Linked DNA regions of Gossypium hirsutum: all the other regions are linked to region 1. A link is a contact called in public Hi-C data. All regions are on one chromosome and are shown on one strand. The core of a region is the stretch at or near the end of the contact, and the rest is flanking DNA. Distances in the headings are between cores, read along the strand shown.

The links. Hi-C and Micro-C count contacts between places; a contact is called where the count stands out from the background.
Region 2: a contact with region 1 is called in a Hi-C map of leaf, with 2.5 times the contacts expected there. The contact joins the promoter of LOC107897679 here to the promoter of LOC107888845 in region 1. A contact is called at or near these places in 2 of 34 Hi-C or Micro-C datasets (both in leaf).
Region 3: a Hi-C map of leaf shows a contact between it and region 1, with 3 times the contacts expected there. The contact joins the enhancer-like site here to the promoter of LOC107888845 in region 1. A contact is called at or near these places in 9 of 34 Hi-C or Micro-C datasets (anther, callus, hypocotyl and 2 more).

Annotation. Positions count from the first base shown.
Region 1 is chrD09:24,355,915-24,360,843 of Gossypium_hirsutum_v2.1, reverse strand. LOC107888845 reads right to left here and starts at 2,643. Exons shown (of 6, transcript XM_016813093.2): 1 at 1,817-2,643; 2 at 1,599-1,717; 3 at 1,245-1,424; 4 at 973-1,029; 5 at 1-59. The coding sequence starts at 1,948. It overlaps LOC107888844 (transcription factor MYBS1), which reads right to left and starts at 4,409. Exons shown (of 2, transcript XM_016813091.2): 1 at 3,751-4,409; 2 at 2,759-3,587. The coding sequence starts at 4,169. The coding sequence ends at 3,119.
Region 2 is chrD09:24,176,725-24,181,653 of Gossypium_hirsutum_v2.1, reverse strand. LOC107897679 (DNA mismatch repair protein MSH2) reads right to left here and starts at 3,025. Exons shown (of 12, transcript XR_005918577.1): 1 at 2,720-3,025; 2 at 2,534-2,583; 3 at 2,288-2,320; 4 at 571-1,644; 5 at 1-92.
Region 3 is chrD09:24,510,914-24,515,842 of Gossypium_hirsutum_v2.1, reverse strand. LOC107892018 (protein CASP) reads left to right here. Exons shown (of 19, transcript XM_016816980.2): 17 at 610-689; 18 at 1,373-1,465; 19 at 1,553-1,771. The coding sequence ends at 1,613. Among protein-coding and RNA genes, the nearest start is that of LOC107892018, 19 kb to the left of the region's middle. Within about 2 kb of position 2,407, at least 7 of the 9 cell types and tissues checked have an H3K27ac peak or open chromatin away from gene starts, as enhancers often do. A contact at or near this core is called in hypocotyl and leaf, where this site is marked.

The DNA of each region.
Region 1 (4,929 bases), core at 1,394-3,893:
CGTTTAATATATTGGGTTGATCAACCAAAAGTTGGTGGAGGGCACCCAGATCACCAGAACTGCAACATCAAGAAAGATTCATAACCATTACAAATCCATGAATTATAGAATGTAGTAAAAGAAATTCCTTTTTTTTTTTATCAAGTTTAAATAAATTTAACAAACCAGGAAGCAAGTTAACAAAAAATCATATTTTCAAGTGGAAAAAGTATAACTAAGCACAATTATTAGGATAACATCAAAAAATAACCTCTCCATATGTCATTGCGTGGATTAAGATTATGATCGTTCATTTCATTGTAATCCTACTCATCAAAACCGAAAATGGGCAAATAAAGTCCAATTGCCAACACTATTTAAAATAGGATTCTCTCAAGTAATTGTCATCTAGTTCATCCAAATAAATTCGTGTTAGCAATTTTTAGAGATTACATCAGTCAACAAAAGAAGGTTTTCAAGAAAATATTATATTTTATAATGTCAAGGTTCTCATTACAAATTTACAAAAAAAAAATAAAAACTTATTACCCTAGTTCCATGAAATAAAGATAGGGAGCTTATTTTCAAGTTCAAGGTGATGTTCGAGGGCTTACATGGGTATTATTCCATGTATTACATGACAAAAAGTAGGCAAGCTAAAGACATAGGCTATAGAAACTAAGTTTAGATGAACGTAAATTTTACTTATCATACTTCTTCAATCTAAAGAACAATCACGTTTTGCAAGCACCATATTCTATTGGACTCATTAAGGGTGTCCAATCATTGATGAGGGGTGCAACACAGTGGGAATTACTTCACCATACCCACCTTGTCACCCAAATGCTTTGGCATGGTGCCCTTGCACCTTACAGGGCTGCAGTTGAACCCATATGGAGCCTTTAGCAAGATAAAAATAAAATAAAATACAACAATAGGTCAATTTTATTGACATTTTTGAATTGCAAGAGCAAAATAATGAGTTCCCCTTACTTGGGTTTCAAGGTAAGAGCTGAAAGTGCAGAAACCAATGATGATTTAAGAAGGTACCTAGCAAATACAAAACAATCAGTCATTTAGAATCTTGCTACCTCAGAGTTTGACCAAAACCCAATCAAAGCAAGTTGCTCAAACCACAGACAGTGAAAAGTGCAATCATGAAAAATCTAGGGAAACATAAATAGGTCCAAACACATTCCTACTTGCAGCATATTGAAAAGAATACATCCTCGGGAAATTTTTTGAAAGAGGAAACGGTTAATTACTCGTCGTGATAGATTTCATGGAGAAGTACAAGCCCATCTATGCAATTTGTAAGAGTCGGTTTTACGCCAATTCTATGTTGCAGTTGTTTCTTGTTCATCTGATTGGAGCTACCTTTTGCTAGCTGTTTACCATCATGTTGAAGCTTCTCAAGGGAAAGAACAACACCGCGAAAGTCCTCCCTGAAAATCTTTTTAAAACTAAAGTTAAAACATAACACATTAAAAACAATTTCTAGTTCAAACCTAAGATTTAGCCTTGTTTGTTTGCCAACTTCAATCAATCATTCAATAAATTAATCATAGTGTCATTTATATTCTCAAAAAGCAAATAGAAACAGAGACTTAAACACTTACATTGTATTTTTCATGGAAAGTAAAATGGTTTGCAAAGAATCCATCTGCTTTTGCATCACTGCAGCTTCCATTCCTCCAACACAATTTAAACTGGCATAGTTTTTAGAGTTTTGAATAATCTGATCACCAAAACAAAAAAACAAAAAAAAAACTGTTTTTTGAAGGAAATAAAATAAATAAACAAAATTTGGGAGAGAGAAACAAAGGGGATAACAGACCTGTAATCTGGAAATAATGGAAGAAGCATTTCGAAAGTGGGAAATTAAGCGAGATTGAAGGTCGTCCCATTTACTCATTTCATCTTTTGCTTTCTTGAATTTCTGCTGATATTTCTTTATCATAGCCTCCATCAATTATCGAGTGAATAATGATGGATATCAGGGTGGCGGCGGCAATCGGCAAAACATTACAAGGACGAGGTGGGTTTTGGAATAAAGAAGAGAAAATGTTTGAATTAAGCGGAAGGGCTGTGACTGCAAAAAGGAAAGGAAATAATCTAAAACTACCCATGAGTTCTGGGTCAAATTCGAAGGTAGAAATGTATCCATGGTCCACTAGGTTTTGTCTTTGGTATTCATAAATTTTTTTATATATATTAATAGTCCTTTTTTAGTTTTTTTTTTCACAATCTCGTACTCGAATTCACGTCGTCTTATATTGATAACAACGTTTATATCAATCAAGTTAATAATTTAGATTTTTAATAATTGTATGAGTCATGAACTCATTTGAAAAAATATATCAATCATTTGATTTGATTATTCAACCATGTGTTTAGTGATGTGTTAAATTTAAATTCGATTTTGATTTTCTGTACATTTTAATTATATTAATTGTACCTTAATTTGCTAATTTTCTTTTATCATGCTAATTTGTTTATGGTATTGCATATTAAATTACGCCAAGGGTTGATTGGAAAAAAAGAGGAAATTGAGAAAATAATAGTTTAGGGACTAAATTAAAAGGGAGTGAAATCAGAGGCTTTATGTCTTCATTTGCCCAAGGGCCTAAAAGCCTCCCTAGACCTTTTATATAGCGGCGGCGGTGTTCATATGGGCCTCGAATGGTTGTGAAGCCGATAACGTTGTCGTTTGAAGATTCGAATGAAGTACTACTATTGGGCTACTCTAAGTTCAAGCTTCCCAAAGTTGCAGTCAGTATGAAGAACAAAAGCATTGAAAGCGCTTTACTGAACCCGTAGGAATAATACAAGCCTTTAAATAAGACTGTTTTTACATTTTATCATGAGAGGAAGCCATAAACAACACTTATTTGCCCAAAATAACCCATCTGGCTATTTTTTTAAAGCCAGTTTCATTGCTTCGCTTAGTGAAAAGACTCATCTGGGCAGGGGACTTTGTAGTCAAATAACATGTACCTTTTTTGCAGTCAGAAAAATGGATAACTACAGCAAAAAAACGAAGAGTTCTCTCATCTGCTTTATTCCTTCTGCATATTTTTCATGTTCACAAAAACACAACTTGTTAGGTTACCTTTAAATCATTAATTGAATTTTGAACTTATTGGTGCATAGGAGGTGGTGCCATGGGGTAAGCAACAGGGACAATGTAAGGAGGAGGGGAATGAGGATGGTGAGCAGGAGGAAGCATAACAGGAGTTCCTACAGCAGATCCAATATGCCCTGGAGCAGCAGCAATCGGCCGCCCAACAGGCGCTCCGTACATGCCTAAACCCGGCAAATGCGGCTGAGCCCTGTGCTTCACTGATTGCCCCATGACCGCTGCACCGGGTGAGTTTGTGTTAGCCTGTTGGCCGGTGATAGGCGCTTGATGAGACGTATCCCCATTGTTAACACTCGTGATGTCGTGGATGCTGGACCGCCGCCGGTCTCTATTCATCGAATTTAAGCGTATAAAATACTTTTGTGCATGGCTAGCCACCTGCGTCGGAGTTCTCGATATCACAAAGTTCCTTGAAATGCTTCTCCAATCTCCTTTCCCAAACTTGTCTAAACCAAGTAGAAATAACCTGAATGACACATGTAATGTTGCTTGTCACATTGCATATATCTTTATTTTCTATAAGACCCCAAATCCTAGGGCACTCAAGTCTTAATTCGAGTCACGTTCCAATACTTAAGTCAGTATTTAAGAAAAAAAAAAAACAGAAAAGATGTAGTAGAGGGGAATACCTATGCTCTTCTTCAGTCCATGGGATTCCTTTCCTTCTTTCTTGGTCGGACCTCGAACTCTGTTTCCCTCCATGTCCAGTAGAATCAAGGGTTAACCCCGAAAACCCATTTCCGTAACCGGAATTGGATCTCCTATCAGAATTAGGAGCCATGGAAGGTCCATGAAAATAATCCTTAGCAGAAGAGGAAGGTTCTTCTCCTTTATAACAAGGAAGTGGAACATGACCAGCCTCTATTGCAGTAACATCCTCCACTAATAATTCGTAGTGAAGCTTCAATTCCTCAAGACTTTTAGTAGGAACCGTTGAAGCAATCTTTTCCCATTGCTCTTCACATTCCTCTTTGTCTATCCAATGCATTGCTATTGCGTTTTCAAATGCCTTCTCTTCTTCCCTGCTCCAACTAACACTTCCTGCCATACTACCAATAATACCCTACAAAAGAGGTCACTCAATTTCTAAGCTCAATGTTCTCTATGTTCAACAGCTTGGTTGCATTTGGAAGGGGTCGAAAAATAAAAATAAAATAATGGGAAATGAGAGTGTAGGATAAGGGATAGAAGTATAAAATAAATTAGGGGGAAATTAAAATATAAAACATAAAATGAAATTGATATGGACCACTTTGAAAGCAATTCATAAATTGTCAATCTTCACTGATAGTCGACTGAAAGGAGTAAAGTCGACTTGTTTTTAAATATCTAGATTGAGTTCAAATTCTGAAATTATCACTATTAGAAAGGTTTCTCTTAAATACTACTTCTACTCAAATAGAATTAGTCTCAAACAATAGAGTGAATTATGACACTTGTAGCTATAAAAAAAATTAAATTTTCATGTTTCTAAATAGAATGTAAGAAAAATTAAATAAAATTTAAAAAATACATAAAATGCTTTCTTTTTAATGCATTTGTAGTTATACATATTTTTTTTAATCTCTTTTTTTTTCAAGAAATTTAGTCTATGTAGTTTTTTTTATTTTAAAATTTAAATCTAATTAATAAATTTATGCTAAATTCGAATATATGATATTTCAATATTCAATGATTTGATTTAAAGAAATTAAAGAACTAACACATTCAAATTTAATAAAAGTTAACAAACGGTTTTATCAATTAATTTTTTTTATATTAAAATTTTAAATCAGACTATTCAAGAGATTAAAATTTTAAAATTAAAA
Region 2 (4,929 bases), core at 1,776-4,275, 180 kb after region 1:
AAAGGATCCAAATATCTTTCCTTGATCAAGGAAGAAAACTGTCCATCATATTTTTCCAGGGCACTTTTAATGTGGGGAACTCTTATACTTGACTGCACCCAGAACATGACACAAGACAAATTCAGAGAATTTCAATAAAAGATAAAAAAAGAAGATAAAGAGTGGTATAACTCTAGTTTATGTCCCTATACACATTCAAGTAAGAATGAAAGAAACAATATACGCTCCCTAAAGTACTGAACGACAGAATTCTAAAATTACTGGCCAAAGAGCACAAAAGAGTTAAATTAAAGCACAACCCTTAAGCAAGTAGTTAGTCGAAATGCTAAACATTATTTATGAAAAGATGAATCAGCAAGATCTTAGTAACTTTGGTCCTGATCAAATCTTCTTTATCCAAAGAAATAAGAGTCAAAACAAAAAAGAGGGTGATGGAGAACACCGGCAACAATAATGCATTTTTTGGAGCATGAAAGACGACTCCCTTGCTGAGGTGCCAATTCCTCTGCAGTAGCTGTACAATGGATATGCAGACACCTAGTACGGTGAAATATTAGGGTTTTAACTTACCTGATAAAGTTTTACAATATGCTGCAAACCAGCTCTTGTCCTTTGAATATTGCGCATAAGTCGTTCAATATCTGAAATTCTTCTTAGATGCTGTCTCAAATCTTGGCGAAGCTCAGTATCCTCCACAAAAGCCTGTACCAAATCTAGCCTTGAATTTATCTCACTTATATCTAACAAAGGCTGTTTTAGCCACATATGAAGCAACCGCTTACCCATCCCAGCAGTGCAGGTTCTATTCATAAGACCAAACAAACTAAAATTTTTGTTTGCATCAGTTTTGCTTTCTAGGACATTCAATGCCCTCATTGCAGCAGAATCTAACCTCATGAAGCTGCCCAGATTGTATCTACAAATGCTATAGTTTCCATAATTTCCTTCATCTGCTAGTAATTCTGCATAAGAAAGTAAGGCTCCTAAAGCAGCTGGTGCAAATTCAAACCCAGAAACCAAGTCTCGAACTGGTTCAATGGAGCCTTTGACTAGCCTACCAAGATCCTGCACCAGATCCCTTGCTTTAAATTCAGTTTTCTTTCTCTCAGTTACCATAACACCACATCTGGTCAAAGCATCACTCAGAGTTCTACATTCACTGGATTTTCCACTCTCCAAGGGCAAAAGGCACTCCTTACAACCAAGAGCAACCAAAGCTGACTCCACATTAGTAAAGTGACTATCATCAAGAAACTCAACCAAACCAAGTATTCTCTTTGTTAAATCAACATAACTAAATCCAACAGTGCAACCATTTTCACGGAAGTTAGGAAGCAGTGCGACAACAACAGGTGTATCCTGCATCTCATTGTTGGCAAAGAGAACATCTTCAAAACTGCTCAGATTCCCAGGACTGGCACTTTTCATCAACCTCCAATTGGAGCCACTACCTTCATAGAGCTCCAGAGTGTGGTCTGTTCTCTCCAGGAGAAGATCACGGGTGATTGTTTCAAACATGTTTTTATTAACACTTACACTTGAAAGGCCATTCGAACCACTACCGAGTTGCCGGAGAGCAGTAGTAGTACGATAATACGTTTTTGCGATAAAGGTTGCATTTTCACCATGAGCAGTATAATAATCCTGTATATTCAGAAAACAATAGTTTGGAAATGTGGTGCTTACAATGAAAAGGAAAATAAAACTAGCATTATAGAACAAAATCAATTTGTACAAGTTTTAGAAACCTAATATATACATATGCATTTATATATATGTGTGTAATATGAGAATGTCTTGATGTCCGCTTGTGTATTTTTACAGGCAGCATTGCACATTTACAAATTCTGACAGAGATGAAGGTTGAAATGGTTGACAAGTAGAAAGGGAAAGGTACATATAAGAAAATGGGTAATTAGGGATAGGACATTGCAAAAATGGCAATATACTTTAGCATGAATAAATGGATTTGAAAAATATTTCCAAAACCGTCTGATCCTTTAAAAAATTTAACCATTTTCCCCTGAACTTCAGATAACACACGTATACGTATATAGCAATCTCCTGAAGAACAGTTATATGCAGACCATATTTCCATTTCCTTTTTTATATATTAAGAAATAAAAATATTTAATTTCAAAGACAACCCAACTGGCATTTCTTAATATAGGTGAAAAATAAGCACCCAGTTCTCAAAGCAAATTATTTAACCAATAATCATAATTGAAGTAAAGACAACATAAAATTTTACAACCCACAGTGGTAAAGACTATAAGCCTGAACTAACCCGGCGATCAAAAAACCGAACAGCCCTTGGATCCTGTAAAGGAAGAGACCATATGATCAGGGAAACGAAATATAGTTCAAATTAAATCATTTTTTTCAAACTATATTAAGTATTGACATGGCATTTTCTCCCCCATTTTACCTGTTCTTGTTCGGTTTCATTATATAAGTAAATAAACATTAAAGGAAAAAAAACCATAACTAGTAATATAAATCCCAATAGATAGAAAAAGAAAAGGGGGCCTACATTCGGTAGAGTTTTGAAAAATGAGAGAAACCCTTGAGCCTGCTTAGCGTCTGTTAACAGTAACCCAAAAAAAAAACCAAAAAAGGAGAAAAGTATTATCAACCATAAATTCCTGGAAAAAAATTATCAAAAGAAAATTAAAAGTATCAAAAGAAGTTTCTAACAGAAAAAGGAGTGAGTGGGTACCTAGTTTGAGCTCTGGAAGCTTGTTTTGTTCATCAAAATTTTCATCCATTTTCGAGACAACTTACCAAAAAGCCCAAAAACAGGGGAAAAAAAAGAGAAAGAAAATTGCTACTTTTCAGCTTCAGAGAACAGAAACCAAAAACCTAATCTGATTCTGTAGAAAAACAAAAACACAAAACCTAAAATAAAGGGCCTTTTTCTGATGGCGGGAAAGGAATTGGCGGGGTTGTGAGAAGGTGTCTCCGAAGTACTCCATATTTCTTGGTTGTGTTGAAGTTGGATCAACCTGACCTAAGCTTGGGCCAAGTCCTGAAAACAGATGATAACTTGGAGACTCAATTTATAACTAGAATTGGGCCTTTCTTTCATTTCATCCACTATGCACAAAGCCACAAATTTGTAAGTATCTCAATTCTACTTCATATTTTCTTTTAGGTTTAATGCTACTTTGTATGTCCGTATCAAAATAATATCATTTGTGCTTGTCAATTTAATTGGTTTTTAAAAAATTTTAAAATTGATAATACATATTAATGATATATATTTATTGTTTTATTTTGAAGTCTCGAAATAGAATATTAAAATATTATAATAAATAAAGATATTAATTGTTAAAATAAATTGAAAAATTTAGATTTGAAATATTATATTAAAATGATTAATAAAAAGTAGATATGTCAATATTTTATTATAAAATTTTGTACTAGAAAATAAATTAATTCATGAAAAAATAATAATTAATAGTATTAAAAATAATTTTATTATGAAACATTAATTTAAAAAAGGAGTCCTATGAATTGTAATATACGTTCAAAAATTAAGTAATGTTTAAATTAATTTAATATAAGTTAATGTTTGATAAATTGAAAAATTAAATGCAGAAAAATAAGTGTTGAAAATTTTAAGTACTGAATTTAAGTTATAAAATTGTTTGATAAACATAAATTTTAAATTAAAAAAAATTCTACATTTTATCCTTAATTTTTAAACATTTCACTTTATTCTAAACAAAAATCAAATTTTAAACGTAAAATTTTTATTGGATAATATAATAATAAAATAAATAAAATAAAATTTAATTGATTGAATATATCCTCCATTAAGTGATAAATAGTTCTTATATACTTATTATTTTCAATGGTCTATCAAACAAGCCCTAATTTAAAAAACAATATATAAAAGAGAAATTTATCCAAATTGAAAATAAGTGCCTTAAACGAGGGAGTGTCCATTTGTTAAAAAACTATAATGTGAACATGTTTGTTTATTTCTATTTTAGATAAACCTTATAATATATAATATTAGTCTTCTTACGTGTGATGCACGAGTTTAGTGTATAAATTAATTATAATCCTAAAAGCGATGTAGATTTATTGAATTTGAATATAGTAATAAGTTAGTTAATCAGTAAATTTAAATAATTTAACATTTGCAAATGATAATATTGATTATATGATGAGAGTCTCAAGGCCCAATTTCGGACCTATGGATGTGATGGGCTTACACTACTTCAATGCCCAACAATAAGGTCAAAGGCTAAGTAAATCAAACCAAGATTTGATCAAAGACAAAATACGATGATGAATCTTTTCGAGAAAACAAGGACTGATACATGTACGGAATGGGTGAAATTTATTGAAATCAATTCAATCAAGCTGTCAATTTTCAAGCTGAAAAGATTAGTCAATTTGCGATGCATTTTTGGATGGTATCTAGGCATTTATGGGCTTAGATGTCTGCATAGAGTTTTAAGATCTATCTCTTAGTTTTGAAACAAACTTTGAATCACTCGATTTCAAGTTCAAGAGCTTAAGTTATGACTGTTTTAGTGAAAACTGCGCGAGCAGAATTTCTGAATGAGATTATGACGGAAATTACTACTTTTGGGCTTTTAATTCGAGTTTAAATCATATTGTGTTCAGTTTTTAGGCTTAATTTTTATTATATATGATCTCAAAATTGTATTTATTAGGTTTTATTATTTTATCATTTATTTATTCCGAATTTTGGATATTGTTTAAGTATTATAAGTTGTTTAGAAGTTTTTGTTTCATAGTCAAACAAGAAAATTTAGTTTAAAACTACTTCTTATTTAGATTAATTAGAGTTTCAGTATACTTTAGAGTTTTATTTGGATGTACTTAGTTAGCCTATATAAAGGCTTCTTCATTGTTCATTAACAGGAGATTGTTTTCATTAATTTTCAACTT
Region 3 (4,929 bases), core at 1,158-3,657, 160 kb before region 1:
ATATGTAGCTCTGTCAGGTTCACATATATCACGTGATCTAGTTTAGTTTTGAACTTAGGCATGTAGAGTTCCCTTTGTTGTTTGATTCATTACAAATTTACAAATTTTAGAAGAGAAGAAACTGTGGGTGTTCACAGGCTTGTTTTTATTAGATGAACTAAATCAACTTAATTTTCTTAGTTACATATCTTCAAGCATAAATCAGATTTTGTATTTGTGCCATACATTCCATCATACATGCAATGAATGATCTGATAATTCTGGTTTCTTTTGGAACAATGCTCAAATATTCTTTCTCTTTGCAAGTATCAAGACTGATTCAAAATAAGATGTTGATACACACCCTTGTCCGTTGCTATGAGACATATTTTTATCAGGCTAATATAAATGAAGAAGAATTGTCCTTGTAAAGCTTATTTTAGTTGGGAACAAAGTTGAACAGCCAAGACATGCAAACTCACAGCTTTTTACCGTCCATGCCAACTCATATGAAAATATCAAAATAATCCAGTTAACATTTACATTCATGGAATCTTCGAGTTCAGGTCACATTTCTATTCATGCTGTTTGTTGGATATAATGGAATAATCAATTTCATTTATTACATAGGAGAGGGATCAAAGATACAAGGAGCTGGGCTTCAGAGACAGAATCACACTCAGCAGCGGACGTTTTCTTCTGGGAAACAAGTATGGTTTTGTTTCATCATCTATTGCATATACAGTGTATAGTATGCTTTATTTGGCAGGATCTCTTGTTCCATTTCTTTCATTTTTCTTTTTGAGTGTATGCACATTTGTAAAGGTGGCAATCACGCTGGTAGATTTGGGGTGTCTAGCATTGTGACCAAGGTTGAGTTTAGGTCTCTGTCTTCTTTCCACTTCATTATTTTCTTGAGGATAGTCACTCTTAAGCGGGTGAATATAGGTTTCACGTAGGTTGGGGTATGTCTTATAGTAGGCTCAACTTTTTTTCTCGTTTTACTTTGCAAACAGCAAACCGAATAGTAATTGGATCTGGGGTTTGGATCATTTAACGCAGGATGATTGTGTAAGGTAGTTGACTTCATTCAAATGCTTATTATAGGTCAACTTTGGTCCGAGTGTTGTTCCCTGTCTAAAAATGTGCATTTGTAAATGAGCAGAATTTCTATGTGCATGTACCTTTACATTCTTTTGGGTGTTATATCCCTTCTATATATCAAATAAGAATAGTAGTAGCACATTTTTGTTGGCCCGTAGTTAAATTAATGTGGTCACCATTGTATAAGGGAGTCTGACGCAATTCTCTCCGTGACGTGTGGACGCAATAATACCTGCTTGCTTAGAAAGTTCGTTGATTTGCTAATGAAATACTTGGTTTGTAAGTGCAGGTGTGCTCGAACATTTGCATTTTTCTACACAATTGGTTTGCATATCCTAGTGTTTACTTGTCTATACCGAATGTCCGCTCTAAGCTACCTCAGGTGATAACGTGCCCTAATCATTACTATAACTAAGCCAGATTTCCTTTCAGATTAATCTGACTCTACATGTATTTTTTGTTAATGCAGCCATGGCTCTGAGGAAACTGCCGTCGTTGAGAAAAACTTGAACCTTCCGCGTGGATATTAGTGACATCTACCCTTAGCCATTTCTTCATTTATGGTTTGTTCTTGTGAGAAGAATATGGCATTGAAATTAAATTTACAGACTTAATAAACTGTACATGTAACACAATCATGTTATGTTCAAAATAGCTAATAATATACATCCATGTCTTTCGATCTTAAGTTTGTTCTCAACTTGGGTTTGTTACGCCATCCTAATTCCAGTGCACGTATTTTTCTTTTTAAAAAATTGAGATTATTGTCTTGAAAATGGAGGTGAGGAAATTCGATTTCAAAATATTTCTTTTTGAAGAAAATGCCATCTGATAATAATAAGATATTAAGGGGAAATACAAAGTCTTGAAACTAAGAAGAGATAACGCAAAACAGGAGGTTGAAAAAATAATACTATCGAAGAAATGAGAAGTCTGGGTAATCAAAGTCACAAAGCTTCAGCCAAACATTTCCATTCTTCACTGAGTAGACACCGAATCCAACCATTAGCTAGTTCAAGGTGTGTAAATACACACCATACTTTTTACTTATTTTAATATTTGTTTTATTTTTTGTTCTTATTCGTGAATACTATAAGTGGGTGACCTTCACTGTCCTTTCTTTTCTTTTCTGATGAGATTACTTTGGCTTCTTCACTCTAACTTCTCTTTCTTTTTTTCAATAATTCATATTTTTTTCTTTTTCCTAAACTTTTCTTCTTCATAACTCTACTATTTAAACTTTAAACCCTTCTAGATTGAGGGTGGGTGAGGCAGAGTAGACGGTGCTATCCTGGGGCTGAAGAATCTGATGGTCTGATGGGTGTGGGACTGTGGGGGGTGAGGGTCACGGGTAGATTTAGGACATTAGCTTTTAGTTTTCAAAATTTTAAATTTATTTTTATTTATTTTTTTCTGCTTTGGTCTCATAGTTGAAAAGAACCAGACTTTTTTATTATTGGATCGTTTTTCCAGCTTGACCTAATCCAGGGAGTTCAAAATTTCCAAAAGCCGGTTCGACCGGTTTTTCTGATACTCGGTTCAAAAGGATTTTTGCTGTTGAACGGACTGGTTACTTTTCCAGTTCCCAGTTCGACCGGCCAGTCCAGTTTGGTTTTCAAAATATTAGTATTTAGCCTTTAACAAACATGCAACAAGCGAGTTCAAATTAGCTAACAATCGCCAAGCTTGTTTTGCTAAGAGAGCAACATTAAACTTTTATATTTTCATATTTATGAATTGGTTTGATCCTAATTAGAAGTTATCAATTTTCAAATATGATAGATGTTGTTTCTATATTATTATAATTTTTTTATTTGAGTTGGTGTCATAAGTTAATCGGATATTAATTAAATTTGTAAAGGTTTAAAAGTTATTATTTTAAAAAATAACAAACATCTTTACTATAATTAAATTATTGACTAAATTAGTGTCACAAGCAGGATAGTCAGTACTATACCGGTGGACTAATCACTTTTTGTTTGGGTACTAGTATGTACCCGTATTGATATGTTTTGATGTATCTATTTGGATTTATCGATATTGACATGTTTTAATGTACTGTTTTGGATTTATTGATTTTTTAAATATTTTTTTACATATATACTCATTTTTAGTTTTTTGATAAATTATATATGCATTTAAATACTTTTCACATATATTTATAGTATAATTTTTTAGTTTCTTAATAAATTATATATTATTTTGTTAAAAAAAAATTATGTATTACATATAGATACAAATACATCTCCATTACATTCATATAAATATATTTATATGTAAATATAAGTTTAAAATTATTCATTAAGTTCAATAATTTAATTTAATAGCTTTTAATTTTAAATATAATTATAGAAAACTTAAAGTGGTTAAAATAAAAAATTTTAAAATTTTGCACAAATCAATAGGAGCCGGTATGCACCGATACAAACTGATATTGACTGAAATAGACCGAAACACACTGAAATGGTTGAGACACATTAAAATTTTGACCAAAGCAAAACAAAGACTACTTGGTACTGATTTAAACTAGGGGTGTGCAAAACTCGAATCAAGTCGAAGAAATTCAAAGTTTGAGTTATTCGAATTGAGTTGTTCAAACTTTTAAGGGTTTTTTTTTTAATTTTAGGGTTAGAGTTAGAGTTTTTTGTTAAGAATTAGGGTTTAGGGTTTTAAGAGTGAAATCGTGAAAGTTTATATGTAGATTTGAGGGGCCGCTGATGTGATAACGCGTCTTATAACACATAATTTCATATGTCGTGCTGGGATAGAACCATTACCTCAGAAACCCATCCTATTAAAGTCAGGCTTTGAGGTGATAGTGCTTGATACGATCATGGGCTGAAGTTTAAGTGGAGGTCCCAATCGGTGGCCATGATACGATCACGGGTTCGAGTATAACTAGGGGCCAATTGACAGTCATTATGTGGTCACGAGTTTAAGCTTTTTGGATACCTGTAAATGATGCCTTACATATACCATGCATAAGATTGAAGCCATAATCATCGGGAAAAGCAAAGGGCTTTCTAGTGTAATCAACATATATTTTTTTCTATTTCCAGGCCGCTAGTATCTTTAACCTTTCATTCTTAGCTGAAGGTTGACACCGAGGTGAACACAAGAGGACTCTTAGGCAGAGAGCAGATGTTCTGGCACAGTAGAGGTCAAACTCGAGTTGACGTGACAACAATTGTAGTTATTAATGGGTTATTTAATAACAACAACCATTGTCACCTCGAAAAGGGCATCACTTTTACTATATCGCAATAGTCGTTCCTCGCTTGAAAGTCCTCTTGCTTCCACGGCGGTGCCGACCTTTGAATAAGAAAAAAAGGTTAAATATACTAGCTACATGGAAATGGATAAAAAAGTTACACTGATTATAGCAGAAAGCCCTATATTTTTTTCCTATGATTATGCCATCAAACTTCTATATAGTATTTATAAGGCAATATCTCTGGGTATCTGAAAAGTTTGAGTTGGTGCCTGCATAATGACAGTCAACTGGGTCCCTCATTATTGTAACAGTCCGTTTTAAGTGAAATTAGAACAGTGGTTTCGAGACCACAAATCCGAGTCTGTAAGAAAAATTATTTTAAAATTATTTTATGGTCTACCATGAGATAAGAATATCGTATAAAACTTTCTTTAAGAGAATTTTATCGGTTACATGATTAATTGATAAAAGGAAAAGTTGAATTCTAGTAGCTAAAAGGATAAAAAAGGGCTATGTAATTCAAAATTGGAGGTCCTTATATGGCAAATAGACCATTAAGAGAAGTTAGTAGATAAGTATGATGATTCATCCATGGAAAATTTAATAAAGAAAAGGACTAAATTGGAAATTTG